Regions from separate parts of the Mus musculus genome. Here regions 1, 3, 4, 5, 6 and 7 are each linked to region 2. Evidence: chromatin contacts called from public HiChIP or PLAC-seq and promoter capture Hi-C data. All regions are on one chromosome and are shown on one strand. Each heading gives the region's core, a stretch centred on a gene start, on an enhancer-like site or on the middle of the called end of the contact. The rest is flanking DNA. Distances are from core to core; before and after follow the strand shown.

Region 1 (3,507 bases), core at 326-2,825, 690 kb before region 2:
TGAGTTCTGAGGAAAGGGAGAACTGAACACCAGCAACATCTTTTTAGAACACTGGTTCTCAACCTTCCTAAAGCTGTGACCCTTTTGTATAGTTCCTCATGCTGTGGTGACCACCCTCAACCATAAAATTATTTTCATTGCTACTCCATAAATTTGCTACTGTTTGAAACAGAATGTAAACATCTCTGTTTCCTGATGGTCATCGGTGACTTGTGAAAGGGTCATTCAACCCCAAAGGGGTCGGGACACACAGGTTGAGAACTGCTGTTCTTGAAGCACCAAGCCATGGAGGGAGGTGCTAGCAGCACAGGATGTTTGAGAAGAGCGGACTAGGGGCTGCAGAACTGGCTCTGCTGTCAGGAACACTCGCTGTTCTCGAGGAGGACCCAGATTCAGTTCCTAGCACCCACACAGCAGCTCACAACAATCCATAGCTTCAGTTGGAGGGATCAAATGTCATCTGACCTTGCCAGGCACTGTACTCTATGGTCCACACAAACCTTCACAGGCAAACAAACACACATACACCTAAATGGATGCTTTTTTTTTTTTTTTTAAGTGAAAGCGGAACAGATTAGCTCCCTCTTTCCCAGGCCCCTTTTCATCGTACCTCATTGACAGATTCTACCAGGCAAGGATAGACTGTGTATGGGGCCCTAGTATGCCTGCATTGGTGCTAAGCACATGGGGGGGGGGGGGGTGTTTCTGATCATTATTTCCTCAAATCGTCAGTATGGCAACTTTTTTGCACAGAGTTTACGTTGCATTTGGTATTGAAGGTAACTTAGAGAGTACACTGGAAAGTCAGGGTCGGGGGGAGGGCATATGAGGATTCTTCACCATCCTAGGAGGCATGTTAATGATCTCAAATTTTGGTATCTGTGGGGAGCCTTGGAACACACACATACACACACACACACACACACACACACACCGTATCAACCAGCTGGAGAGATGTCTTGGAAACAATTCTAAAAGCTAGCTGTTACACACGGTTCTGTGACCACCTGTGCCTTTCACCCCTTATTTCTTTTCTTTTCTTTGCTTGTTTGTTTGTTTGTTTTGTTTTGTTTTTTGCATGTCTGTCTCATCGCCTCTTCGGGTGGTTTCTATGTTGTCACAGAAGAGATGCGTCCACGGAATTAAATGGAGAGAGTCTGATGTAGATATCATTTACTAAGATCTTTAATCAATATTTTCTGATTCAAGTTTTTGTAAAGGCCACGCAAGAGACGTTTTATCATAGCCTTCCCTTGATCATGTGATCGTCAAAGAGCTGAGAGGGCTGGCAACTCGATGAAGGGCATACAGCTGGCAGAAGGCTGAGCCAAGATTTGCATCTGATTCTAGAGCTCGTGTTCCACCCATTGGTCATAGGCCAAACACTGCTGTCTTTCCTTTGTAAATTGTTTCTTTCTATATATTTGTCTATTATTGAGGTATCTATTCTAATTATGAGATTACTGGAGTAATGATCTCATGGCCCAGTGACCCATTATGGTTTGCAATGAAGTGCACTTAAATCCTTCACCCAATAGAAAGCTCAGCATCTCCTGAGACCCTGCCTTCTAGGGAGCTCTCAAGGCAGCTGGGCAGGAAGCTGGGTAAGCCTTCGTGCCTCCTGGCAGAGCCTGCACCTCGTCGGAAACGGAACAGCACGGTTCAGATTTGGGGTGAGCACTTTTCCTTAACAGCTATATCAGGGCTTAATTGATCTTGTCTTATTGGTCACCAGTTGCAATCGGTTAGATTCGGATCCTTCACATGGAAATCCTATGGAGCCTGGTCTTCAGAAACAAACAAACAAACGAACAAACGAAACCAAAACAAGAAAGCCCAAGACAATTAAAAGTCTAAGATAGAAAGTGGGGATTTCCAAGTGTCCCACCAGAATTGGATTGACATTCACATATCTGAGCTCCTCTGCCCGTTCCCACAACAATTAGTAGCTATTTACTGTGTTGTGTGATATTTTTATGGTTCTCTTAAAATCTGTTTCAGGCTTAGGTTCAGACTGGTTTCCAAGGACTTGCCTAACCTCTGCAGTTTGTGGATGATTGTGTAATACTGACTTGGTCACGATTGTGAAATAATATGAAATATTAGCCAAATATTTCTTTTCTTTTTTTTTAAATAAATAACTTGCCCTAATTAAGGGCTTTCAAGTTTTTTAAGCTCACTATGAATTAGAATCATCTGGGAAGCCGAACAGGCTCGCCCTATGCCCTCAGCCCAGATGGAATCCATCAGTGCTTCTGGGACCTGTCTGAGCATCTTGTTTGTGTGGGATTTTCGTGCAAAGGATACAAAGGCAAAGAGTAAAGAGAAATATTGGGGTTTGAGTTTGAACAGGCTGGCAGAGCAGAGGAGAGGACGCAGACAGGAGATCCATCACGAGACAGTCTGAGGGGGCAGTGGGGGAACTCAGAGGGCAAAGGAGAAAGCCAGAGAGAAATGATGAAGACAAATGATGAAGACTACTTATCTCAGGCTCCTGGAGAGTCTCCTAGACTAATGCGCACAAACTCGTGCTTCTGAGATTAGTGGCCACATAGAACACTGGATAGCTTTACAGATGTCTTTATGGTGTGATAGATATAGAATGTCTGCCTCCACTGTCCTCCTTTGCCCAAATCCTTGACACTTCATTCAACTCCCCAGAGCGTAGATGACATTCTTAGCAAGCAAGCAAGGGAGGGAAGGAGAGTCCTGAGTTTTGGTGGTGGGAAGGGAATGTTCAGAAGAGAAAACAGGCCTCCAGCATTTGCTTACTCTGTGAATTTTGATGAATGTCTCTATCAAGATTATTTAATGCCCAGCAAAGTGGAGTGAGAAACTGTAGAGACCATATCTAGAGGTTAGGCAAGGCCCCTGGTTAGGGGATGGGGCCATCCACTCATCTCCAAATTTTTAACCCAGAATTGTTCCTGTCTAAAGGAAATACAGGGGCAAAGTGTGGAGCAGAGGCTGAAGGAAAGGTCATCCAGAGACTGTCCCACCAGGGGATCCATCCATATACAGACACCAAACCTAGTAACTATTGCTGATACCAGGAAGTGCTTGCTAACAGGAGCCTGATATAGCTCTTTCCTGAGAGGCTCTGCCAGAGCTTGACAAATACAGATGTTGATGCCCAAAACCAACGATTGGACTGAGCAAGGGGACCCCAATGGAGGAGTTAGGGAAAGGACTAAAGGAGCTGAAGGTGTTTGAAACCCCATAAGAAGAACAACAGTGTCAACCAACCAGACCCCCCCCCCCCAGAGCTCCCAGTGACTAAACCACCAACCAAAGAGTATGCATGGAGGAACCCATGGCTCCAGCTGCACCTGTAGCAGAGGGAGGCCTTATCTAATCAATGGGAGGAGAGGCCCTTGGTCCTGTGAAGGCTGGTACCTCAGTGTAGGGGATGCCATGGAAGAGAGATGAGAGTGCGTGGGTGGATGGGAAGGGGAGCACCCTCATAGAAGCAGAGGGAGGGGAGGTGGGATAGGGGGTTTGAGGAAG
Region 2 (3,470 bases), core at 106-2,605:
CCCTCATTCTCTTAATACGTCTACATTGCTTGGTGGTCAGAGTCTGATACATGGAACTTTTACTGTCAGTGACAGGAACTCTCAAGTTATATTCAGAACAGCTACTAGCTGTGGGACCCTAGAGAAAGATGGCTTTCTGGGAAGGCTTGTCTGGCCTCAGTGGGAGAGGATGTGCCTTATGATACCAGGGTTGGGCAATGAAGTGGGGGGGGGACACCCTCTCAGAGGTGAAAGGAGGGGTCCTGGGGAAAGGAAGGGGGAGGGGGGAACCAGGATGCAGCATTTGGAATGTAAATACTTTTTTTTTTTTCCGAGACAGGGTTTCTCTGTGTAGCCCTGGCTGTCTTGGAACTCACTCTGTAGACCAGGCTAGCCTTGAACTCAGAAATCCCCAAACCCACACAGCAAGAGGAAACTGACAAAACAAGTTGGTTGTAGAATATCAACCATTTAGCTATGTCTCTTTTGCTTTTTAAATTTCAATTGTATTCCTTTCTTCCTGAACTAGTAGGATTGAGTTAGTATTTATTTACAGTTTTAAAGACAGTTTCTTGGAATAGCAAAGGCTGTATGCATTCTTCACTTTAAGACTGTTGGCTAAAGAACCCAATGGATTTAAATTTATACTTTGTAGAGGTAGAAATGAAAACTGCCTTATTTTTTCCAGCACTTCTATTCATTAGTTGCTTGAGGCTTTCAAGGCATGTAGGACACTTTAGATAACAATGAATGTTCAATTAGAAAAAAAAAAAGCAACTCTGTGTTGTTTGCTAAGTTTTTGTTTTTTGTTTTTTTGAGACAGGGTTTCTCTGTGTAGACGTAGCTGTCCTGGAACTCACTCTGTAGACCAGGCTGGCCTCGAACTCAGAAATCTGCCTCCCTCCAAGTGGGATTAAAGGCATGTGCCACCACTCTCCGGCTGTTTGCTAGTTCTTAAAGAAAAAAAAAAGTTGAATCTCTTTCTACCCCCAGGTCGAGCTTAATCCAGAGGTTTAGGCCGCTGAACTTCCTTCAAGGTCGTTCACAAGGCCCTCACTGAAACTTGGAGCCACTCGGAATTATAAAAAGACCCAGCTTCCCGAGCAGCCACAGAGGGGCGTCGGGGGAACCCGAAAGCACTGGGCGACGGATCTCGCAGGTAGCTAGGGAGCAACCCCGGACCTCTGCGCCCGCACCCGCGGCGCGCCCCCGGCGCTGGGAGGAACCTGGGCGGCGCGCGCTTCCGGTGCGCGCTTCCGGCCAGCCGCGGAGCGCGGGGCGGGGACACCGCAGTCTTCCAATCGCGCACAATGAGACGGCGCTGAGCGCCGGAAGTGGGGCTGAAGGAAAACACGGTGAGGAGCCGGGCCCGGACAGGAAGCGGCGGGGGACCGCAGCGGCGCTGGTGAGTGCTCCGGGGCGCCGTCTCGTCGCGTCCCTCCGGGACTCGCCTCCGGGCTGGGCCCGTGGGTTCCCCCCGCCCCCAGAAGCGTATCTGCCCGGCCCCGAGGTACGTTGGCGCCGTCCTTCTCCGGCCGCCTCGGCCCGGCTGTGCGCCCGGAGCCCTCGGGTTCGAGTCCGCGTCTTCACTTTGTGTCGGGGCTCCGGCCCTGGTCCGGGGAACCCCGGAACCCTGTCAATGGCCGGGCGCTTCCTGCTTCCTATTCCCCACGGCGGCTTCGTGGCCAGTAGCGCGGAACCGCCTCCTCCTTCGCCTGGGGACTCCGCTGGTGGAAACTGAGGCACACAGGGGTGGGGCAGCCGAATGGGGAAGGAAAAGGAGTGTCATCCTGCGGAGGATTGTGGTTGGTGACGAAACTGGACTTGTCTGGGGCTGGGGACTGAGAAGTCGGGTAAGTCAGCTGGCGTTGTCCCTTGGTCGGAAGCCTGGACCCTTAGAGCGGTACCTTAGTGGGAAGTGCTGTCCCTTCGCCCAGCGGTCGCGCCGGGTTGAAAAGCGAAGCTTAGAGTGGGGGCTGATCGAAACTGAAATCTGCTCACATAGTTTCGGCTACTTTGATACCTAAAAGTAATTGCCAACTTTAAAAAAAAGAAATAGATTTGGGAGTTTTGTAACAGTGTTGACTTAGGATGTTTACTTTGAAGAGAGGTGCTTTCGTTACATAGAAGTTACTTCTTTAGTTTCTGAGACTATAGAAGTGTCTTCAGATTTAGTCTTTGTATTAAATAAGGACCAGTTTTTATGAACACTGTAACTTCTGGAATGCATTAATTATTAGGAATGTGGTAACAATTTAATTTTTAAATGGGGGAAGATAAAGGCTTCAGGGCACCCGTGTGTTACTTTGAGTATTTGGTATGATATTATTTTACAATTTTGTTTTGTTCCCCCCTCCCCCAATGCCTTCTTTCAGGTACAAAGTAAGAAAGTTGAAGTCAAAGACCATGGGAGATACAGCAAAACCTTACTTTGTGAAGCGCACTAAAGACCGTGGAATTATTGATGATGATGATTTCAGAAGGGGCCATCCCCAACAAGATTATTTAATAATGGATGATTATGCTAAAGGCCATAGCAGTAAAATGGAAAAGGGCCTTCCAAAAAAGAAGATATCACCCGGGAACTATGGGAACACCCCCAGGAAAGGACTGTATGGGGTTTCCAGCAATCCATATGCATTTAAAAACCCAATTTACAGTCAGCCTGCTTGGATGAATGATAACCACAAAGATCAAAATAAAAAATGGCTATCTGATGAACTCGCTGGTAATGCAGACAGCTGGAGAGAGTTCAAGCCCGGACCTAGGATTCCTGTCATAAGCCGCTCAAGGAAGGAATCCTTTCAGGAAAGTGACGATGCCTACAGGTGGCAGGAGGGGAGAGGCTGCAGAGCTGTGAGAAGGCTGTTTCAGAAAGACCTCAGCAGCCTAGAAGCCATGTCAGAAATGGAAGCAGGAAGTCCTGGTATGCCTCAAGTCTCTAGACTGTGTGTCTGTGCTATTTTCTTCATCCAAATAAGTGTTGTTCTTTTCAGTCATGAGCCCTTTAATGTGAGTGTGTTAGTGTTTGCAGTATAATTGCGCAGCCTCAACATATTTCATGCATTGGACCATCACAAGCTCCAAGGCAGGTGCAGTACTGTCCCCTAAAAACTAAGCAGAAAAGCCAGGCTCATTTTACTTTAGTAAACACCTTATGGGAGAGGAGGAGGGTGGCCACTTAACCTCAGAGATCATACTCTAATTTCCATAGTCGGCATTATTTTTGTGTACATGATTTTAATTTTAAAATAGGTTCAACATGCACATGACAGTATAAAACTGAAAATATTTACTGTTAAGACAGAGTATAGGCTGTGTATATTACAAAGAGGGAGGGAGGCAGGAGGGATGGAGAGAAGTAGTGACAGGGAAAGAGGAAGTTGTGGGGGAAAAAAGAAACCAAGTTTCCGTTTAACCAAACTAACTGGCACAGGACCCCGAGTAGTTGGAATACAAGCTTGACAACAAAATTTGGGAAATAGAAATTT
Region 3 (3,697 bases), core at 1,044-3,543, 860 kb before region 2:
CACCTCCTGTGAGGTAATGGTGATGTAACCACCTGCTGTGAGGTAATGGTGATGTAACCACCTGCTGTGAGGTAATGGTGATGTAACCACCTGCTGTGAGGTAATGGTGATGTAACCACCTGCTGTGAGGTAATGGTGATGTAACCACCTGCTGTGAGGTAATGGTGATGTAACCACCTGCTGTGAGGTAATGGTGATGTAACCACCTCCTGTGAGGTAATGGTGATGTAACCACCTCCTGTGAGGTAATGGTGATATAATCACTTGCTGTGAGGTAATGGTGATGTAACCACCTGCTGTGAGGTAATGGTGATGTAATCACTTGCTGTGAGGTAATAGTGATGTAACCACCTGCTGTGAGGTAATGGTGATGTAACCACCTGCTGTGAGGTAATGGTGATGTAACCACCTGCTGTGAGGTAATGGTGATGTAACCACCTGCTGTGAGGTAATCATTCAGGAACAACATTTATTATGTACTGGAAAAATCCAAATACTGTTCTGCTGAGAATATCTCAAGTTAGAAAACCAGGCATCAGAAGCAAGACTTAACCAAGCCAAGGAGACAGAGGAGGGCCTAGCTTTCTTTCCATCCTTGTTAGGAAATTCTGCAGGCTGTGTCAGAGAAGCCTTCTTGCTTAGGAGCTCACGTTTAAGCCACTGTGCTGAATGTAGTGACTTGCAGAGCTATGAGCAGTACAAGAACTCCCAAACTTTGTACTTCCGGTAAAGGAGAACGTTTCCAGCTGTACCATGGATGAAAAACCCGAAACACAGAAGCAGGAACCTCAGCTTTCACCTCAGTAAACTCTAGTGCTGGCAGAGTGGGCAGTTCAGTCTTGGGCCGTGGAATCCCAAACCCAACTTAGTGTTGATGTCTGATTGACAGGCCCAGCCACTAAAGAGAACAATAATTGGGTAGGATTATTAGTTTTTATTATTTTTTATCACCATCATTACCGCCTTAGACTATTAAAAGGAAACAGGCACAGAGACAGCAGAAAGCCATGTATCAGGGGCACTGGAATCATATTTAGAATGTTGGACGTCAGTGCTGGGATGAAGGTCAGTGTGCAGAGTGCTTGCCTAGTATACACCAACCACAGCAGTGTGTACACAGAGCTCAGTGGTCATTTTAGCCCTTCAGAGTAGTGGAGGTAGGAGGGTGTGGCGTTCAAGATCATCCTGGGCCTCGAGTGGCCTTGTCTGAGAGAGAGAGAGAGAGAGAGAGAGAGAGAGAGAGAGAGAGAGAAAGAGAGAGAGACAGCAGACAAGCAGATACATAAATACAAACAAACATACATGCATACATGGATTGATACATACATACATAGACAGCACACAGATATATACACATATAAATATGCATACATGGATGGATGCATGCATGCACTGATAGATGGATATATAGAGATAAGTAGATGGATAGATAGATAGACAGACAGCTAGAATAGATAGATTACATACATACATACATACATTCATGCATAGACAGATATATAGAGAGGTGGATGGATGGATGGATGATAGGATGTGCAGCCACTATCTCACTGACTCAAAACAGTCAGTGACATCTGGATAAAATGGAATTGAAATCCGCACTTATTCACGTTCTGACTCCCTTAAACACATGCAGTTAAATCTCACACAACAAAACCCCTGAAACATCCCTCTTACTGTGAAGCTAATCCAGTATCTACACTGACCTATACAACGCCCCAGTAGTGTCAGTTATCTACTTAGAAAACTTGCCTAACCATATTGTCTCCATATCATTGTAGGAAAATGGAGGACAGCTATGCCGCCTTCGTCACCGGGACACACACACACACACACTTAAGTTTTAAGACAAACATCTATAAATGCAATGGCTTCAGGACAGAGCTGCCTGACAGAAATACACAATAAGCCACAAGCGCAGACGGTCTGTGCAGTTTAAAATTCTGTAGTCCCCGCTTCAGTAAAGCAAAAGAATACAGGCCAGACTAACTTCAATAACACATTTTATTCCAGTAAAATACCATCACTCACACATTTAGACACGATGAGATTTCTTTCTATTTTTATTTATTTATTTTTCTAGACAGGGTCTCATTAATGTCGTGCTTAGGTAAGCTAAGCTCACAGAGACCCATCTGCCTCAACCTCATGCACCGTCATGCCCTGCATTCTCCACCCCCACCCCCGTCCCTCTGTTGCACACTTAGCACTCACAGCACAGCCCAGTACAAGCACTCAGTGGCTACAAACAAGGAGCGGCTGTTGTGTACAGCAACACAGCCTGAAGCTAATTTTATAGCTATAATATAAAACTGGGACACAGCACAGTATTTATAGATGGGAAGTAGACGAGATCCTTCTGAGGTAGGAGGGATGTAAACCACAGCTAATTCAGCACCCTAATCACCAGATGGGAACTGGGAGGGTCTGGGAGGGCCAGGCTGTGCACCCAGGATAACGTTCCTTCAAATGTATGAAAATCAACGAAGGGAACAGAAGAGACAGTTTACAGGATGGGAGAGAATCTTCACCAGTTATAAAAATGACAGGGGACAATCATCTAGAGTATAACAAACTCAGAAATTAAAAACTAAAATATAAAACAGATCAAACAATCAACAAATGGGCAAATGAGCTAAACAGACCGCTCCCGAAAGTATAAATACCAGTGTCCGAGAAAGACTTGAGCATGTGTTCAACACCCTTCCCTGGCTGTCAAATGAAAACGACATTAAGATTCCATCTCATCCCAGTCAGAACGGCTATCACCAAAAACAAGTGGCCACAAATGCTAATGAAGATGTGGGCAAAAAGGAACCCTGATTCATTGCTGGTGGGAGTGTACGCCTGGGAGGCTACATTGAAAATCAGGATGGAGGCTCCTTAAAAAACGACTATTCCAGCAAGAGGCCGCAGCAGAGAAGGGCACTTGGTGCAAAACCTGCAACCTGAGCTTGATCCACCGTATGCACAGGACGGAAGTCGGGATGATTCCTGCCAGTTCTCCTCCGACCTCCACACGTTGACATGGCACACAGGCATGCATGCACACACATGCACATATACACAAACAGACTCACAAACACACACACAGCAACACCGCATAATTTTTTTTAAAAAGCTTCTATGTCAGTCCTGGGGACATCTCTCAAGGAATGCATAAGTCATCATGCCACATTATACCACAGAGACACTCGCGCAGCCACATTCTCAACTGCAATCATCACAGCAGCCAAATCACAGTACCAGCCTCGACACTCATCAACAGGTAAACGGAGAAAGAAATGGGGTGCATACATACAGAGGAGTTGTATTCAGCTATATTTTTTAAAAAAATGGAAAATTGGGTCACGGGCAGGAAAATGAAACTAGAGATCATGCTAAGCAAAATAAGACAGGCTCAGAAAGTCAAACATTTTATGCTCTCTCTCACGTGTAAAGTCTAAATGTGTGAGGTAGGGAGGAGGTGAGGGCCTGCATGAAAGTATGTGTTATATGCATGGCATGAAAGCAGAAGAGTGACTATGACAAAACAGAAAACCAATGTGGTGTCGGGGGGCTGGGAGGGGACAGAGAGTTAACTTTTTCAAGCCCTGTATGGCACTAAGACGGTTTCCTTTATAAATATATTCTGCCACCTTTCCTATAGAAGTCAACTCATATCAGGCACACTGCAAGAAGCATTTGTATGCCTGGA
Region 4 (4,054 bases), core at 68-2,567, 780 kb before region 2:
ACCCAGCACTCGTCAAGGGCTCCCAGTGAAATCTTCTTTGTGCACCTAGACACTGACACACTCTGCTCAGCATCGCACCCCCCACAGCGTGTTGGTACGCTCTGAATCTAGACAGCCGCCATAAATGACACCGAAGCCACCACTAACCAAGCCGGGAATTAAATTCCTGGTTGGAAGAAGTTTCAAAATCCAAGGCCAACATCTGGCAAGTTCCACGCCTGCCTACCAATCCTGGCTGGTGTTGCACTGAAAATTAGCACAAGGGGAGAGAATTGTTTAAGTGCCCATTAATTAACTTGTACGCCGCTTAAAACACACATGGGTGGTCCCTCCAGTTGCAGTTAGAATCTTTGCGTTTGCCTCATTGTCTCAAAAGGGTGAAGGCTGACAGGAGTTAGTAGTGCACACAATGAAGTCTGTTCTTATCCAGGGATTCTGACCATACCCTGTGCACAGTAACTGCACTGTGGGTTGCCTCTCCACCCCTCAGATCAGGCAGTTTATTCATGGTCCCTGGCTTTAGCTGGTTAGGCACCGGTTCCTCTGCTATCCGCCCATCTCAGAGAAGGGCCAGTCAGGGACATGCCCGGTTTAAGCAGCATCTGTTTATCGCGCAGTGCCCCCCACCACACACACACCGCGCGCTTCCGTCACCCCTTCCTGGTACCTGCCCAGTTCCTCGCCGGTGTCGTAGTAGTCGTCCACGTTTTCCTGCCTGAACACAGTCATGATAGACTGTCACGCCTCACCAAAGCCCAGGCCACTCCGGCTCCGCGGCCCGAACCATCCCCACCGCCGCCTCGCTGCTGCGAGCCCCTCATGCACCAAGCCGCAGACCTCTGAAAGACATGGGGAGAAGAATGAGACGGTAAACTCTAAAAAATCGGGGTCCCAGGGGCTGGGTCCCGATCTCGAGGCCTCCCGCGGGCAGGGGCCACGCGCCCTTTGTTAAGTCTAGGCTGGGGGACCCCCACACCCCGCATTGCCGCGCCCCAGCCCCGTGCCTGCGGTTCCCGGGCTCCTGCCTCCGCCTCCGGACAACGTGGGGACAGCTCGGGGAAGGGACACAAAGCGCCCTGCCCCGCCACCTGTTCCCCCGCCCGGCGCCCCGGCCGCCCTCCCGCTCCTCCCACTGCCTGCGGCGGCCACTCACCCGGTCCCGCAGCTGTCGCTTCGTGCGCCCTGAGCCCCGCGGCGGGTCCAGGTCCCCGGCAGCTCCGAGCGGCCTCCGCTCCTTGCGTCGGGCGCAGCTCGGCCCCGCGGGGACGCAGCCACCACCTCCTCCGCGCCCTCCTCCTCCGCTGCGCTCGCGGCTCCTCCCGGTCCGCGCTCCCGCCCCGCCGCGCGCACCCCGCACACACCCACTCGCCCGCACCGAGCGCGCGCCCCACCTGTGACTCGGCGCCCGGCTGCCCTCTGCCGCCCGCTTCGAAGAAGCCGGAGGCTTTCGTCCTCTCAGAGTGTGAACCCAAGGATCCGTGTGGGCCAGGCGACGTGCTCCGTGCCTGGAAAACCACAAAAAAAAAAAAAAAAAAAAAAAAAAAAATAGAGCAGAAATCAATAAAGTCCTGCCCCGGAGGCGCCCACACCCCGATGGAAACGATAGCAAACAAATAGCTTATAAATGAGGTCGCTCTGTTCTTCTGTGTTGACAACAAAAACCGAGAGAGGACAGCAGGGGCCTCATCAGAGGGGGCGTCTCCCGCCGCTTGTTTTGAGCTGAGATGTCTGAGATCCAGGGAGAAAAAGGTTGAACTATCACAGGCTGTCAGTACTGTGGTTGCTCAACTGAAACACAGCGAGTCCAGCTTGAGCTGTATTAAGCTTTCAATACACACCAGACACTGTTTAAGACTGTGTTAAAAAAAAAAAAAAAAAAAAAAAAAGAACGAAAATCGCCGTATGTGTGTCTTTATATTAGCTACATGTCAAAATGATGGTGCTTTGGACCTATCGGGTTAAATAAAACTTTATTAAAATAGTTACACTCGCTTTGTTTTGTTTGCTTGTTTGTTTTACAGTCAGAACAGTAGCCATTTACCTTGCATTGGATTGCTGAGGACTGGCCAGTCTGCGCAGACACTCTGGGTCCACCCGTGAAACCATTATGTCTCTCTCCCCGTGCTCCTGACTTAATAAAGTTCCTAAAGGGGATTCTATCCTGCTGCCTAGAATCGCCAAGGTTCATCCGTGAACCTGCCAAGAGTTCATATCCACACCACTGCTCAAACTCTCCATTCAACAGATATTTTCAACCGTGGAGGCTTGGGCCTAAAAGAACAAAGAGAAGCAAAAGAATGTATCAGATCCTAATCTTAACTCCGTCTCCAGCTAGGAGTGGTAGCACACACCTGTAATTCCAGCACATGGGTGAAGAAAACAGGAAGATCAGGAGCTTAAGGCCAGCCTCAGCTGTAGGAAAAGTTGAAGGTGAGGCTGGAGTACGCATCTCCAAACAAACACAAACAGCAAAAAGGTATTCCTAACGGCCCAAGGAAAGAGTCCAGCGGGCACGATAGAAGAAGGAGATTAGAATGTGCCACTGGCCTAAGTGCTAAGATGGAGAGTCAATACAAGAAGATCTTGAGAATTGACAAATACAATAAAAATAACAACAGCAACCAAAAACAACAACAACCAAATAAATAGAAGGGTGATTTACTTGGGAAGCATGCAAATAAATACATCTGCCAAAAAAAAAGAAGAAGAAGAAAGAAAGAAAAACACGGCGTAACTTATTTTCCAAGGCCACTGAAAGGGCTGGATCTACTCAGGGGCATTAGGGCTGATCAGAAGACATTTTTCTGGTGTCACGAAGAAGTAGGATGGAATTGAGAATTATAAATTTTCATCTAATATTCATGAGCCCATCTAGCAGCTGAACCGGCTTGGAGGTCTCACTCACTGGGATCTGCACTGACTCAGGCAAATCTTTTCGAAGCAGCAATTGTGATAGTTTAAAACAATGTCTTAGCGGGGAGTGGCGGTGCACGCCTTTAATCCCAGCACTCGGGAGGCAGAGGCAGGCAGATCTCTGAGTTCGAGGCCAGCCAGGTCTATAGAGTTCCAGAACAGCCAGGGCTACACAGAGAAACCCTGTCTTGTAAAACTGGAAAAAAAAAAAAAAGTCTTTAATTCCTTGGTTTTCCTAAGACAATCTGGGGTAGCCACACTGGGTGGTTTCTTCCCAATATTAGCTCCTCCCCGGGCTCCATACTCTATGGCCTCTCAGTGTCTCCTAGAACTACACAGTAAAGTCAGAGATCAGAGGAGCTAAGGAGATGCCCTAACCCTTGGGCACACCCACCCACCCACCCATCCTGCCACCAGACAGTTAACGGCTTCTAGCTCAAGTCCTGTGAAGTCATTATCGTAGGGTGATTTTTTTTATACAGCACTCTATCACCATATAAGAAAAATGTGAGAAGCTAAAGGAATTAGAAAAAGCTAAAGGAAACGTAACTTTGAAAACACACCAAGTCAAGGCTGGAGAAATTATTCTCTCAAATGAATCTTTACACAATTACATAAACTAGCTGTTTCCAGTTTAGGGTTAACTTTCTTAGCCTCAGTTTTATCACCCACAAAATGGGGACAAAAGCAAGTGAGATGGCTTAGCAGGTAAAGGAGCTTGCCACACAAGCCTGACAAGCTGAGTTTGATCCCCAGAAGCCACAGTGCAAAGACAGAAGTGATCACAGAAACGTGTCTTCTGAATAACACACAGACACACACACACACACAGATACATACACACAACACAATATGAACAAAATAAAGAAAATAATGAGCCAGGCAGTGGTGGCGCACGCCTTTAGTCCTAGCACTTGGGAGGCAGAGGCAGGTGGATTTCTGAGTTCGAGGCCAGCCTGGTCTACAGACTGAGTTCCAGGACAGTCAGGGTTACACAGAGAAACCCTGTCTAGAAAAACCAGAGAGAGAGAGAGAGAGAGAGAGAGAGAGAGAGAGAGAGAGAGAGAGAGAGAGAATAATGCACATGGGAACAAAGTACATTTTCATCCCCTAAGCAAATCTAAAGAGATAGAGATAATCT
Region 5 (3,761 bases), core at 146-2,645, 800 kb before region 2:
TGTGCTGAAGAAAGGTGTGCCGCAGATGTGTGTGGCACATGAACATCAGAACAAGGAGCCCCCTTCCCCTTCTTCAATAAAAACAGGATTGGCCAAGTTGTAAAATTCCAAGGATTGGGAATTTAAGTGTATTATTTGAGTCATATGCTGAGAAAAGCCAATGTGTTTAGGGGATCCTAGGGAAGAATTCATCCACTGCCTGAACCAACCTCGTCAGCAGAGTGTTGAGCACTCACAAGCCAGGGCCCCCCCAGACAGTCTGAACAGGGAAGCAGGTACAAGCCTACTTTATGCTTTTGTAATTTGTTTTCAGAAACAGTTTCATTACAGTTCAGGATGGCCTGATCAGCACCAAGTACTCCATGGAACTTCCAGTGATTCCGGTCAGCACCCTTAGATTCATCCAATCTCAGGTCACACCTCGTACCATGTCATCAGGCCTGTAACAGCTGTAGAGCTATAGCTTCAGTCCAAAACTCCCTGATTATAGCAATTACTGTCTTATTTGTTACTTTCTGAAGTACTTCTCCTTGCAAGAGACTGGCTATAAATAACCTCTGACTCTGAGTATTGTTACCATCCTGACAGGAACTGAGACTTTCTAAAGAGAGAGATACTTGTATCCTCCTGGGTTATCAGACCATTGAGACAATGGATCCCAAGAATTGAAATTTTCCCCAGGAACCCTCATATGGTGAAAGGCTGAAGCCAGTTAAACCAATTGTCTCTCCTTCAATAGTATTTACAACCTGTCAGAGTACACAGAAGATTGTCATTAGGCAATGACATAGGCCAAGAGACCACAACTCAACCCACTCTGGTTTTCTGCTTAAACCTACTCAGGTCAGCCCTCAGGTCAGCCCTCCCCACAACAAGACAGACTGGTGACAGTAGAGTCACAGGATCTCTTTGTCCCTCTTCGAAAAACCATCACATCGAATGCATCTCCGTTTTCTGCTCACTGTAACTGGCATATTCAATTGGCTCACAGAGGCCTGGTGGCCCAAACTGTCATATAAGGGCTACCAGATCTCATGTTCTGGCCCCAGTGAATCCAGTAACAGTATCACGCACATATGTGTGTGCAAACACACACTTGCCCAAGAGAGTGGCGTGGGAGAGTTGGAGTCACACGGCAGTGCACACTGGCCTAGGAAGGCACTGCTTTGATGCTCAGAAATGACTTTGTGAAGACCGTGAGATATAAACTCAGTAAACCAGAAGCACAGGGGAGTTCAGGGTGTTGGCAGGACAGATACCCAGCACCTGCCCCAACAGAGAGAAGGACAACAGAGCAAGCCAGTCGTCATCCTTTCCCTGTTATCACTGGTAGACGCCCTTCCCTGGTTATCGTCCCTTCTCCACCCATCTGCCTGTTGTTCTCTTTTCCCTGCAAAGGGAATCACCCTGTTCCCTACGGGGACTTCCTGTTATGTGCAGCTGGTGTGTGTGGGGGGGGGGGGGGGGTAACAGACGGGAGAGTGGGATCAGGACAGAGACACATGATGGTATCTCTTCTCCAAAGTGGCATGAGCTGGTGGCCCCAGATCAGCAGACATGCCATCAACTCCCTGCACTGCCAGAGGGTGCCGTGTACATTTCACCACCCCAAGGTTCTGGATCACGGGGACAGAGTCATTTTCCCACAGCAGCACCCCTTCCTTTAACAGCCTTACACATTGGCCCCAGTACCTCAGGCCCTTGCCACCTCCCAAGCATCTCCAATCCACTTCTACAGAAAGAAGCCCCCCAGAGTCTTCTCAGTAGATCTGAAACAAGTGCTGGGCCCCAGGGGTCAGTCAGCAGGAAGCACACATCATCCTCCCCGCTCTCCCCCCACCTCCCCACCCCCACCCCCACCCCCTCCAGAAGCCCTCAGAATTGAGCAGGTTATCTTTAAAAGCTCCCCTGTGTGGAGCAGCTGAGGAAATAATGAGGCTGAGGTGTGGGGAGCTCCCCGTGGTTACCCCATCCCACTTGCTGGAAAGGTGGAAAGAAAGCAAAGAGTTATCTAGCTTTGACTGAAAACTGGGAAGCAGGCCTGAACAGCAACAGGAAGCCCACACCTGGCGATCAGGTTAAAAGCAGTTATAAAATAAGACCAATAAGCCCCACTGGGAGGGAGAGGTCTTAGAGTTGGATCAAGGAGATCCAGGGGCAACAGGCCAGCCCTGGTGAGGGGCTCAGAGTCCAGAGGCACACCTGCATTTGCAGGGAGCCCACCCTGGGCCCTTGCCTGGAGGGTGGCGGCATGCAGCAAGAGCTGGCCACACTCAGCCTCCGGCTGGCTGGAACCCAGTGAAGACAGAGAAGAAAGTGGGGCCAGAGACCTCAACCAGTTTCCACACAAGCACAAGGGCAGAATCTGGAGCTTGATCAGACAGTGTAGACACTTCGATAGTATCCAGCAGCAAGAGCCCAGTTTATCCATGCCCCTTCCCATGCAAGGAGGAGATACTGGAGATCCGTGAGAATCTAAACTGTCCCAAGGAGTGCTCTGTGCTGTCCTTGGGAATTCAACTGATGAGAGTTAAGAGCCTGAAGCCATGAGGAGCTAAGGTACCACGGCCACTGCAGGACAGAGGTAGCTGTCCCTAGGGGAACTGATCCAGGCTAATGGCAGCGAGGATGAGAGATCAGCATCAGCGGGCCTGGGGTGAGCAATAGGGCTCAACTCTGAATCTTAGCTCAGACACTTGGTTACTCTGGCAAACTGAATTACATCACCTCTTAGAGTCTTGGTTTAATGTGCCGGTGAAACAGAGGGCGAGCCGGCTAATTACTGTACACAGGCTGAACTTGCCCCTGCCTGTCTTATCAGAGAACAGTCACAGGCGTCCAGACACGGGTTCTCTGTGCACCTTCTGAACTCCGACCAGTGTTGAAACAGAAGCCAGGTGGCCCCGAACTCTTAAAATATTTATCTTCACAGAAAAACTTTGCCAAGCCTGAAACAGAAGATGCCCCAAGAGGCGCTGATCTGCGGGATTCAACTCGGCTGATGCTTGTGAAAAGGTGCTCCTGGTAGCTGCCCTGATAACTAAAAAAAAATACATTACTCTGGAGATAGTAGCCTCCCTGGTGTGGATTCGATGTCTCCACAGCGCACTCAGAGCTGGGCTTGCACCGGTGCAATCCCAGCTCTGATTCCCACCCAGACATTTGTGAATTGCCAGAGTACTGTGATTCTCACCCAGTGGCACATCAGGCCTCCAGCCACTGCACTGGGCAGTTGCTCTAATTTAATTCTCCAGCTTCTTGTTTGTGTCTGTCCCACTTAATCATGTAGGGTGTGGCTCACCTCACCCGGCAGTGGCCAGGAATGAATGAGCCTGCCCTTCCTTCAGATCACCCCGTCAAACATTGAGACCATCCCAGGCCCATTCACAGCCGGACTGACAAGAAGCCCAAATTGCCCAAATTGACACACACACACACACACAACCACACACACACAACCACCACCAACAAAACACCCACATCCTCCATTTTGGGATTACTTGCACTTTAATCCATAGAAATTTTGCTTTCAGACACAGATCTGAATCATAGAAGCTTCTGGTCTTAGAGAGAGAGAGGGAGAGAGAGAGACTTTCAAGTTCTCACACAGCGATATAATTGATGTTCACATCAATTATACTTACGTTACATTATATTTACAGCGGTTAGCGTTTTTTGTTTTGTTTGATGATGTGCTCTTAGCGATGTTTACAAAACCTGCTCAGAAACTCGGATTTGCTTTATCCATTTACTAAATAAAA
Region 6 (3,520 bases), core at 353-2,852, 870 kb before region 2:
TGACTATGCCTGTTAACTTTACCATAGCTGTGCAACCCTTCCTTTGGCATTATTTATGTGACTGGACAGGAATTCCCCCCAAACCACAAAAGGTTAAAGGAGTTGTATGCCCATCTAATTTATAGACAAGAAAGGGAGCAGTCAAACAGTGGGCAGGCACACCGGAACTTAGAAAACTCCAAGGAATTGAATGGGACTTGTGGTCCCTGAGGACCACCCCGGATCAGCTGTCAGGGCATGAGCTCCACCCATCCTGCTTTCCCCAAGTGGACATCCAAAATGCCTACAGAGACTCCCCGAGAACCCTCGACTGGCTTCTTCCTCTCTCTTGCAAGAGTGGGCTGCTGGCCTTGATCGCAATGGGTCCCCCCCCCCGCACCCCCCACCCCACACACACAGCACAGGCAGGCAGGGATCCAGGAAAGGGAGAGGCAGGAGGTAGAAACCAGAACTGGCTCAGAACAATGCTTATCAATCAGGCTGCCCACCACGACACCAGATGGGCAAGATGGAAAAGCAGCAGCATGCTTAAAGAGTCCCAGAATCACGTCTCAGCGTTCAGCTTCAACTCCATCCTTCCTGTAATTATCGCTGACAGCTCCACAGTTAAAAGCAGGGTGTGTGTGAAAGATTAAGAAGGAGGAGGAAGGAGAAACAAGAGAAAGGAGGATGGAATGAGAGAGGAAAAAGACAAGGAAAACGGTATGGTATACGCGTGAAGCTTACGGAGAAGCCCCTAAGTATGGCAAACAAAGATGAATTTCAGAGTGGGTGAGCCCCAAGACTCATGGACCCTCTGCAAATCAAGTGTTCCTTAGTTACTCGAAGCTGCATCTTTCAGGCAGCTCAGGCTCAGGCACACAGCTCAGTGCTTCTCTCAAGGATGGCTCAATTGGGATAACGATAGCCCATGCAGCCCCATGCCCTCCCCACGGTCTCTTCCAGACACCACAGGGAACACTCACAGCTCCAGGATCAGAATGACATCTGTCTTGTTCTCATAGACCTCATGCAGGGTGATGACATTTGGGTGCCGGATCTCCTTCAGGATGCTGACCTCCCGCTCGATGTCCTCCCGGCTCACGCCCCGCCGGCTGGACTTGGTCCTCCTTTTCTTGATGAACTTGGCCGCATACTGAAGACCGGTACTTTTCTCACGACATTTCTTCACAACTGCGAACTGTCCACTGGCAGAGAAAGATGGAACAGCATTTAAGGTTCACTGAAAGCAGGATCAGGGCAAGGACATAACATGGGGACACACGGACTGATCAGGGAAGTTCAAAAGTTTGACAATAAACAAGGGAGGTGGGCATACTGTGCATGGTGCAGCTTTACTGAGCCCATTCCCTCTGAGCAATGCCATAAAGAGTAAGGTTTTCTTCCTTCCTTCCTTCCTTCCTTCCTTCCTTCCTTCCTTCCTTCCTTTTCTTTTTTCTCTATTTCTTCCTTTCTTTCCTTTGACACATTTGATTAAATAGATAGCTAGCCAATCTGTCTATAATTTTTTTCCCTCCCAATTCAGGCACTCACACATGGCCTGTTTCAACAAACTCTTCTTCTGCATGTCTAGACACAGAACCAAGAAAAGAGGGAGGGGCGGAAAGAATAATATTGGTAGAGAACACACAAGAGTCTGCCTTCAGAGACATTCCTTGCATCAGTGCTAAATACCACAGCACCCAGAAAAACAAGATCCACAGTCCTCAGAACCAAAGGGCGGAGGAGCAATTTCTTTACCCTGTTCACCCTCCTCCCAGTCGAAATCCCTTTCCAGGGATCTCTGGGTTTCGGGGTTGCTGACTTCAACTCCAGGAACTGGATCATGGGATCTAGATTGAGCCAATCAGTGCACCGTATTCTTTTAACTCCAATGACAGACACATGGCCCATGTAAAACCTTTCAGACAATGGGGAGGCAGTCTTTATGAGACTCTCTTCACAGACACTGAACGATATATAAAACTCGAAAGTGGCTGAGCTATGTGGGATCAGTAGGGATCAGCTTGTGGTTTAAGGGAAACCACTGCCAGGCGTGCAGTGGAGGAAAGGAAACCAGGTCTGTGGGACACTGCAGAGTGGCTGAGTTGATGCTAGCCTGAAACTATGTAAGTGGACTTTTCAGTACTTAAGCATTCCGACTAAAGGCAGCTTGATCTGGGTTGTCTTTTTCCTGTAGATAGAAGCATCCTCAGTGTCACAGAACACACAACCAGATCTCATTCCCACGCATGGAGATCAGAAAGGAAGTTAGCAAGACAGCGAGTGGTTAGATAACAATGAGGCCATGCAATTACATGGCAATCCCTCGGAGGTACTGAGACACAGGAAGAAACATCTGGATCAATCCCCACCCTCTCCTTTCTTCTCTATTTACAAAGGGTCTGACCACCCCTCAGGCTGTGTACACTTCTGCGCACCTGCTGAAGAACATACATGAAAACAACAAGAAGAAACCTAAATGAAAGGTAATATTTTCATATTAGGAGAGGACAATTCATCACATTTAGCAGCAGAAGCCACTGAAGAAAACACACTCACACATACATACATACATATCACACACACACATATACACACTCACATACACATATATCCTACACATACACTCACACATACATACACATATACACAAACACATTCACACATACATACATACACATTTCACACATACACACACACACGTATACCTACACACATTCCACACATTCACACTCACATACATATACACATACTACACATACATACACATATACACACACATTACACACTCAAAGATACACACACTCACACCTGCATACACAAAACAAAGATTATTTTTGCAGCAACTTTTTTTGTTGTTTTGCATGATGGGTTAATCCTCATTTCCCTCTCCTGCAGCAGAACACTGGAGAGCCAGGATTGGCTGCTGTGAACTCGCTGGCTTAGAACCAAGACAGGATGTGACTATCTCAGTCACTTTACAGTTTCCCTGGGAATCCCACACCGGTTTCTGTTGCAAGGTAGATGGTAGCAGAGAGGAGCTCCCACAACCTGTATAGAGAGCAGGTTTACATCAGCTTGAGAGTTCAGAGAAGAGATGCCAAGTGGTCCTCACTTCACAACTACATCATCAGGCCCCACTAAGCATACTCAAAAGGATGCAGGATGGAGAGGTGAGCTGAGATAACCAATGACTATCCCAGAACCCCCAGAGGCTGGGCTGTGCGTGCCTCACACATGGACAGAGCGACTTGGATCCAGGATCAAGGCCCACTCTCTATTGATTCATGAAAAACTTCTGCAGAGGAGCCTCACCTCTAATTGGGAAGTTAGACGTTCTCGTGGATGTGGCTGCACTTCTCAATGTCCCAAGGTTAGGTAATGTCCAGGTAGGGTTAACCCTAAGGCCTATGATAGGACAGAACAGCAGCCAGTGCAGCCCAGCTAGAGCCCAAGGGCGAGGGAGGGTAAAGACATGCCCAGAGGCACCATGGGCAGAACATCCAGGACTCATGTCCTCAATGATGTCAGCAGCAGA
Region 7 (3,925 bases), core at 1,106-3,605, 820 kb before region 2:
CCTGAATGAGATGACCCAGACCCAGAAAGAAGAACATTGCATGGTCTCTCATATATGGTTATTAGTCTTTAAGCATGTATCGTAGAGGTGGGGTAAGCGGTAAGGAGCCATTAGAGGCGTGGCCAAGGGGAGGAGATCTTTCAAGAAAAGGGAAATAAAATGTAAAGTTATATAGAAGGAAGGGGAGATGGAGCATGAACAATTAAAGTGGGTAGAGGTTGGGAGGAAATATGGTGAGGGTTAGATAATACTAAAGTCCTATTACAAATGACATATGTAGACCTATTACCATAGAGGCTTCCTAAAATATATATGCACATAAATATAAGCAACTTTAAAGGTAAAGTCTTTTTCTTTTTTCTTTCTTTCTTTTCTTTTTTTTTTTTTTTTTTTTTTGGTTTTTCAAGACAGGGTTTCTCTGTGTAGCCTTGGCTGTCCTAGAACTCACTTTGTAGACCAGGCTGGCCTCGAACTCAGAAATCCACCTGCCTCTGCTTCCCAAGTGCTGGGATTAAAGGTGTGCGCCACCACGCCTGGCTTAAAGTCTTTTTTCTTAAAGACACAATCTCATCTAGAAAGCTAACCCAGGCTGGTTTAGGTTTCTCATGCCTCTCAGCCCCTCTTGTACTGGGATCACAGGCCTGTTCCATCACATCTGACTCTGGGATAGGATTCAACTACACTCAAAGAAACTTTCTAACTCTTAAGCCAGAGTTTGCTTAATATGCAGGGAAGTTTCCCAATCTGATTCCTTCTTTTCATTCCACTGAGCATGTCAAGGAACCTACAGGGGTGTTCTTCAAGTCCTTTCCTGGTCATGAATTCTATATCTCATTCTTTCTCCTCTTCTTTGTATCCTTGCTACTCTGAACAATGGAAGATTAAAAAGAGGTATGTGTGTGTGTGTGTGTGTGTGTGTGTGTGTGTGTGTGTGTGTGTGTGTGTGATGTATAGTGCTAAGTGCTAAGACTCTATCAAATGGGACAGATAGGGTCTCCATTTTTCATGGGACTCATAGTTAGTTGGAAGATCATATAAACTGATAATCAGTGGCAGTATCATTAAATTAACTATATTTAATACAATTACTAATCATAGTGGCTAAAATGCACAAAATGTCAGCTAAGCGTCAGAGTCGGAGGTTGTGCCGATCAAAAAGACTTCCAGTCATTCAGTTCCTCACTGTGACATGTAAAAGTCAACACAACAAACGCTCCACAAAAGAGATGAGTCAAAGGGTAAAGCACTTGTGACACTAGCTCAAGGACTTGAGTGCAAATCCCCAGAACCCACATAAAACACAGCAGCACACATCTATAACCTCAGTCCTCCTACAGCAAAAGGGAAGGCTGACATAGAAAGCTTGCGGACCAGCTAAGCTGGTGTACTCAGTAGTATTCAACAAAGAAATCCTGTGTCAAGCAAGGCTGAAGGCAGAGACTGACAAACAAGGTTGTCCTCTGATCTCTATGCCCTGTGTGTATCCATAATGATACAGAGGAACATGTCGGTGCACACGTGCACAAAAGAAAACAGTCTGTCCAGTAGGATTTTGTGGGTCCCTTGCCTAGCTGTCCTGTTGCAACCTAATATCAGTAATATACAGGAGCAAGATTTCATCTTTCCCAAATTAGCTTTAAAATCAGACTGAGACGGTAGAATGGCAGCTGTTATGGGTTTGCAGCCATGGCGCTGAGCTGGTGCTCTGTGTGGAGTTTCATTTTAGGTGCATGATACAGTCCTGGGGAAGGAGGATGGCAACAACTACACAACAGGCCCACGGTTGGCTGCCCTGCTCATTGCTTCTCTTAGTGATTCTGTGATAAACATCAAGACCAAAAGCAACACAGGAAGAAGAAGAAGAAGGTTTCTATCAACTTACAACTCTCAGGTCACCCCCATCACTGAGGGAAGTCAGGACAGAAATTCAAAACCAGCAAGAACATGGAGACAGAAGCATCAGTGCAGAGACGGTGGAGGGGTGCTGCTCACTGGCTTGTCCCTCATGGCTTGCCTATCCTGCTCTCTTATACAGCCCAGGCCCACCTGCCCAGTGGTAGCACTGTCCACATCAATTATTAAGCAATAAAAATGCCCACAGGCCAACCTGCTGGGGTTGTTTTCATAATTGAGGTCCCCTCTTCTCAAATAACTCTAGCTTGTATCAAGATGACCCAAAAGTAACTAGGATATCATTTGATTACAACACCTGAAAAAGGCTGTTTCCAGAGGGAGGGGTTTATGTGACTCAAGGTTTGAGGGAACACGTTCGATCATGGCAGCGCAGGCATGGCAACGGGAGCATACTTGCTATGACTCCTTACCTCCTGATGTCTCCAGGGAAACAGGAAGCAGACACTGAACAGGAAGTGGGGAGGAGTGATAAGCCCCAAAGCCCAGTGTGACGTACTTCTTCCCACAAAGCTGCACTTTCCAAGGTTCCACAGCCTCACCAAACAGTACCTCCTGGGGACCTAAATACTCAAACACATAAGCCTGAGAGGAAATAACACAGGACCGAGACTACAGGCTTTGATTATCACCCACCCTATTTTGGAGCTGTTTCCCTATCATGGGTGTGGCTGGTACATTCTGTCTTCTTGCAAAACCCTTCCCTCTTCCGATATGGGATGTTTGGCAAGGTTCCAAAGGCTATCCCAGGTCCAGAGAGCCCCAGGAGCTACACTGAACCTACACAGGTTGGAATGGAGAGATTCCTGTAGGGCAGCACGGCCCTCCTGCTGGCCATCCTGGACAGGTTCGAGACTCCCGACCTGGCCTTGGAGGATGTGGGACCACTGTTAAAGGTCAGGCATACCCTCTACAGTATCACATCTCCCAGACAGGCTGAAAGCTGAGCTGGCCGGGCAGGTCTCCTCCTGGTTGTCTTTGAATTTGATCTTGGGTATCACAGGACCTCCTCACCCTGGCAGCAGAGATTATTGCAGAGTGTAGCTGCTCATCTAGATCCCAGCTGTGATGGCCACAGAGGTATCTGAGCCTTGCATCTGAGGTAAGCTAGACTCTCCTGTGTCCATCAGTCAAGCTCGCGACCCAGAGAAGACAGAAAACCGAATTGGTTATCTTCAGAGCGCCCTCCTCTCAGCTCTGCACAGTCAGTCTGGTTTGGTTACAGCATCTCCATGTCACCATATCAGGACCCAGTCTGCCCTGAAGAAGGTCATGGTGCTCACTGCTTTCTGATGCCTGAGCATTTCCTCTTTCACCTGCAGTTCTGGGAGTCTTGTTCCCAACCTTTCATTTCTCCCCAAGGCCAAGGAATAAAGGACAGTTTCCCCAGCACCTCTTTTCTGTGCTGTCCCTGGTAACAGGCTGTCAGGCTTTGTATTTTCAAGGATTTCATTATTAGCCACACAGACAAACCACAAAAGGGCCTTAAAAATCTGAATTAACAAGATGAGGTGTCTTAATTAGTTTTCCACTATGGAAACGGGATACCCAAGACTGGGTAATTTATTGAGAGAAGAAAATGATGGTTTGGTGTAGTGTCTAGATTCCTCTCTTACAGCTCGAGTGGCCTTCTCAGTCAAACCGTTCATGTTGCGAGCTGCTGGCGGCCGCAACAGTTTGGCTTCACGGTTCCAGAAGCCGAGATGGTGCCACGTGTTGCTGCAGACATACAAGAAAAGTGGAAAAGGAGAGAGGCATGTGTGAAGAGGAGAGACGCCTGAGACAGCTAACCTACTCATGTGAGAAAATTACTGAGCCAGTCAAGAGTTTTAAGGAGGTCAAATCATACCCACGATGGTACCAGCTTTAACAAAGACTTGTGGCTTCTCCACACTGCCTCCTGGTACAACAAGAGTGACAGGGAACAAGGCAGATGCAGGATCTCAGCAGCCTGGTCTTCAGGCCTACAGAGGAACTCATTCAACATCCACCCCCAGGTTAGCCTCCTACCCTC

The links. Promoter capture Hi-C pulls out the DNA fragments that hold promoters and counts their contacts. HiChIP or PLAC-seq counts read pairs in DNA pulled down with a chosen protein or histone mark. Capture Hi-C pulls out chosen DNA fragments and counts their contacts.
Region 1: a contact with region 2 is called in a promoter capture Hi-C map of adipose tissue. The contact joins the promoter of A530001N23Rik here to the promoter of Tut7 in region 2. A contact is called at or near these places in 5 of 39 promoter capture datasets (cranial neural crest, embryonic stem cells, liver and 2 more) and 1 of 9 other capture datasets (adipose tissue).
Region 3: a contact with region 2 is called in a promoter capture Hi-C map of hippocampal neurons, with 4 times the contacts expected there. The contact joins the enhancer-like site here to the promoter of Tut7 in region 2. A contact is called at or near these places in 6 of 39 promoter capture datasets (the HPC-7 cell line, HPC-7-derived erythroid cells, cranial neural crest and 4 more), 6 of 484 Hi-C or Micro-C datasets (bone marrow-derived macrophages, cerebral cortex, embryonic retina and 3 more), 4 of 115 datasets of contacts at active chromatin or transcription factors (bone marrow-derived dendritic cells, extraembryonic endoderm stem cells, forebrain and 1 more) and 4 of 9 other capture datasets (adipose tissue, liver, macrophages and 1 more).
Region 4: a contact with region 2 is called in a promoter capture Hi-C map of second pharyngeal arch cranial neural crest. The contact joins the promoter of Dapk1 here to the promoter of Tut7 in region 2. A contact is called at or near these places in 16 of 39 promoter capture datasets (the 3T3-L1 cell line, 3T3-L1-derived adipocytes, the HPC-7 cell line and 10 more), 7 of 484 Hi-C or Micro-C datasets (Th1 cells, cumulus cells, liver and 3 more), 12 of 115 datasets of contacts at active chromatin or transcription factors (bone marrow-derived macrophages, craniofacial prominence, embryonic basal ganglia and 7 more) and 3 of 9 other capture datasets (adipose tissue, liver and pancreatic islet).
Region 5: an H3K4me3 HiChIP or PLAC-seq map of bone marrow-derived macrophages shows a contact between it and region 2, with 5 times the contacts expected there. The contact joins the enhancer-like site here to the promoter of Tut7 in region 2. A contact is called at or near these places in 1 of 39 promoter capture datasets (cranial neural crest), 2 of 484 Hi-C or Micro-C datasets (bone marrow-derived macrophages and liver), 5 of 115 datasets of contacts at active chromatin or transcription factors (bone marrow-derived macrophages, embryonic midbrain, embryonic stem cells and 1 more) and 1 of 9 other capture datasets (liver).
Region 6: a promoter capture Hi-C map of the HPC-7 cell line shows a contact between it and region 2. The contact joins the enhancer-like site here to the promoter of Tut7 in region 2. A contact is called at or near these places in 7 of 39 promoter capture datasets (the HPC-7 cell line, cranial neural crest, embryonic stem cells and 4 more), 1 of 484 Hi-C or Micro-C datasets (cerebral cortex), 2 of 115 datasets of contacts at active chromatin or transcription factors (SST interneurons and forebrain) and 1 of 9 other capture datasets (adipose tissue).
Region 7: an H3K4me3 HiChIP or PLAC-seq map of bone marrow-derived macrophages shows a contact between it and region 2, with 4 times the contacts expected there. The contact joins the enhancer-like site here to the promoter of Tut7 in region 2. A contact is called at or near these places in 3 of 39 promoter capture datasets (cranial neural crest, hippocampal neurons and liver), 2 of 115 datasets of contacts at active chromatin or transcription factors (bone marrow-derived macrophages and kidney) and 2 of 9 other capture datasets (adipose tissue and liver).

What each region holds. Positions count from the first base shown.
Region 1 is chr13:60,506,908-60,510,414 of GRCm38.p6, reverse strand. A530001N23Rik (a long non-coding RNA gene) reads left to right here and starts at 1,575. Exons shown (of 6, transcript XR_873556.3): 1 at 1,575-1,673.
Region 2 is chr13:59,820,995-59,824,464 of GRCm38.p6, reverse strand. Tut7 (terminal uridylyl transferase 7) reads left to right here and starts at 1,355. Exons shown (of 27, transcript NM_001373962.1): 1 at 1,355-1,832; 2 at 2,355-2,905. The coding sequence starts at 2,386.
Region 3 is chr13:60,677,722-60,681,418 of GRCm38.p6, reverse strand. The region is part of intron 2 of Dapk1 (death associated protein kinase 1); the gene reads right to left. Among named protein-coding and RNA genes, the nearest start is that of Gm35540, 6.4 kb to the left of the region's middle. Within about 2 kb of position 2,293, at least 13 of the 459 cell types and tissues checked have an H3K27ac peak or open chromatin away from gene starts, as enhancers often do. A contact at or near this core is called in cerebral cortex and hippocampal neurons, where this site is marked.
Region 4 is chr13:60,599,210-60,603,263 of GRCm38.p6, reverse strand. Dapk1 (death associated protein kinase 1) reads right to left here and starts at 1,317. Exons shown (of 26, transcript NM_029653.3): 1 at 1,154-1,317; 2 at 668-839. The coding sequence starts at 729.
Region 5 is chr13:60,617,500-60,621,260 of GRCm38.p6, reverse strand. The region is part of intron 2 of Dapk1 (death associated protein kinase 1); the gene reads right to left. Among named protein-coding and RNA genes, the nearest start is that of Dapk1, 17 kb to the right of the region's middle. Within about 2 kb of position 1,395, at least 54 of the 459 cell types and tissues checked have an H3K27ac peak or open chromatin away from gene starts, as enhancers often do. A contact at or near this core is called in bone marrow-derived macrophages and liver, where this site is marked.
Region 6 is chr13:60,693,898-60,697,417 of GRCm38.p6, reverse strand. Dapk1 (death associated protein kinase 1) reads right to left here. Exons shown (of 26, transcript NM_029653.3): 3 at 966-1,187. Among named protein-coding and RNA genes, the nearest start is that of Gm35540, 9.7 kb to the right of the region's middle. Within about 2 kb of position 1,602, at least 43 of the 459 cell types and tissues checked have an H3K27ac peak or open chromatin away from gene starts, as enhancers often do. A contact at or near this core is called in the HPC-7 cell line, SST interneurons, cerebral cortex and 1 more, where this site is marked.
Region 7 is chr13:60,643,246-60,647,170 of GRCm38.p6, reverse strand. The region is part of intron 2 of Dapk1 (death associated protein kinase 1); the gene reads right to left. Among named protein-coding and RNA genes, the nearest start is that of Gm35540, 41 kb to the left of the region's middle. Within about 2 kb of position 2,355, at least 35 of the 459 cell types and tissues checked have an H3K27ac peak or open chromatin away from gene starts, as enhancers often do. A contact at or near this core is called in adipose tissue and bone marrow-derived macrophages, where this site is marked.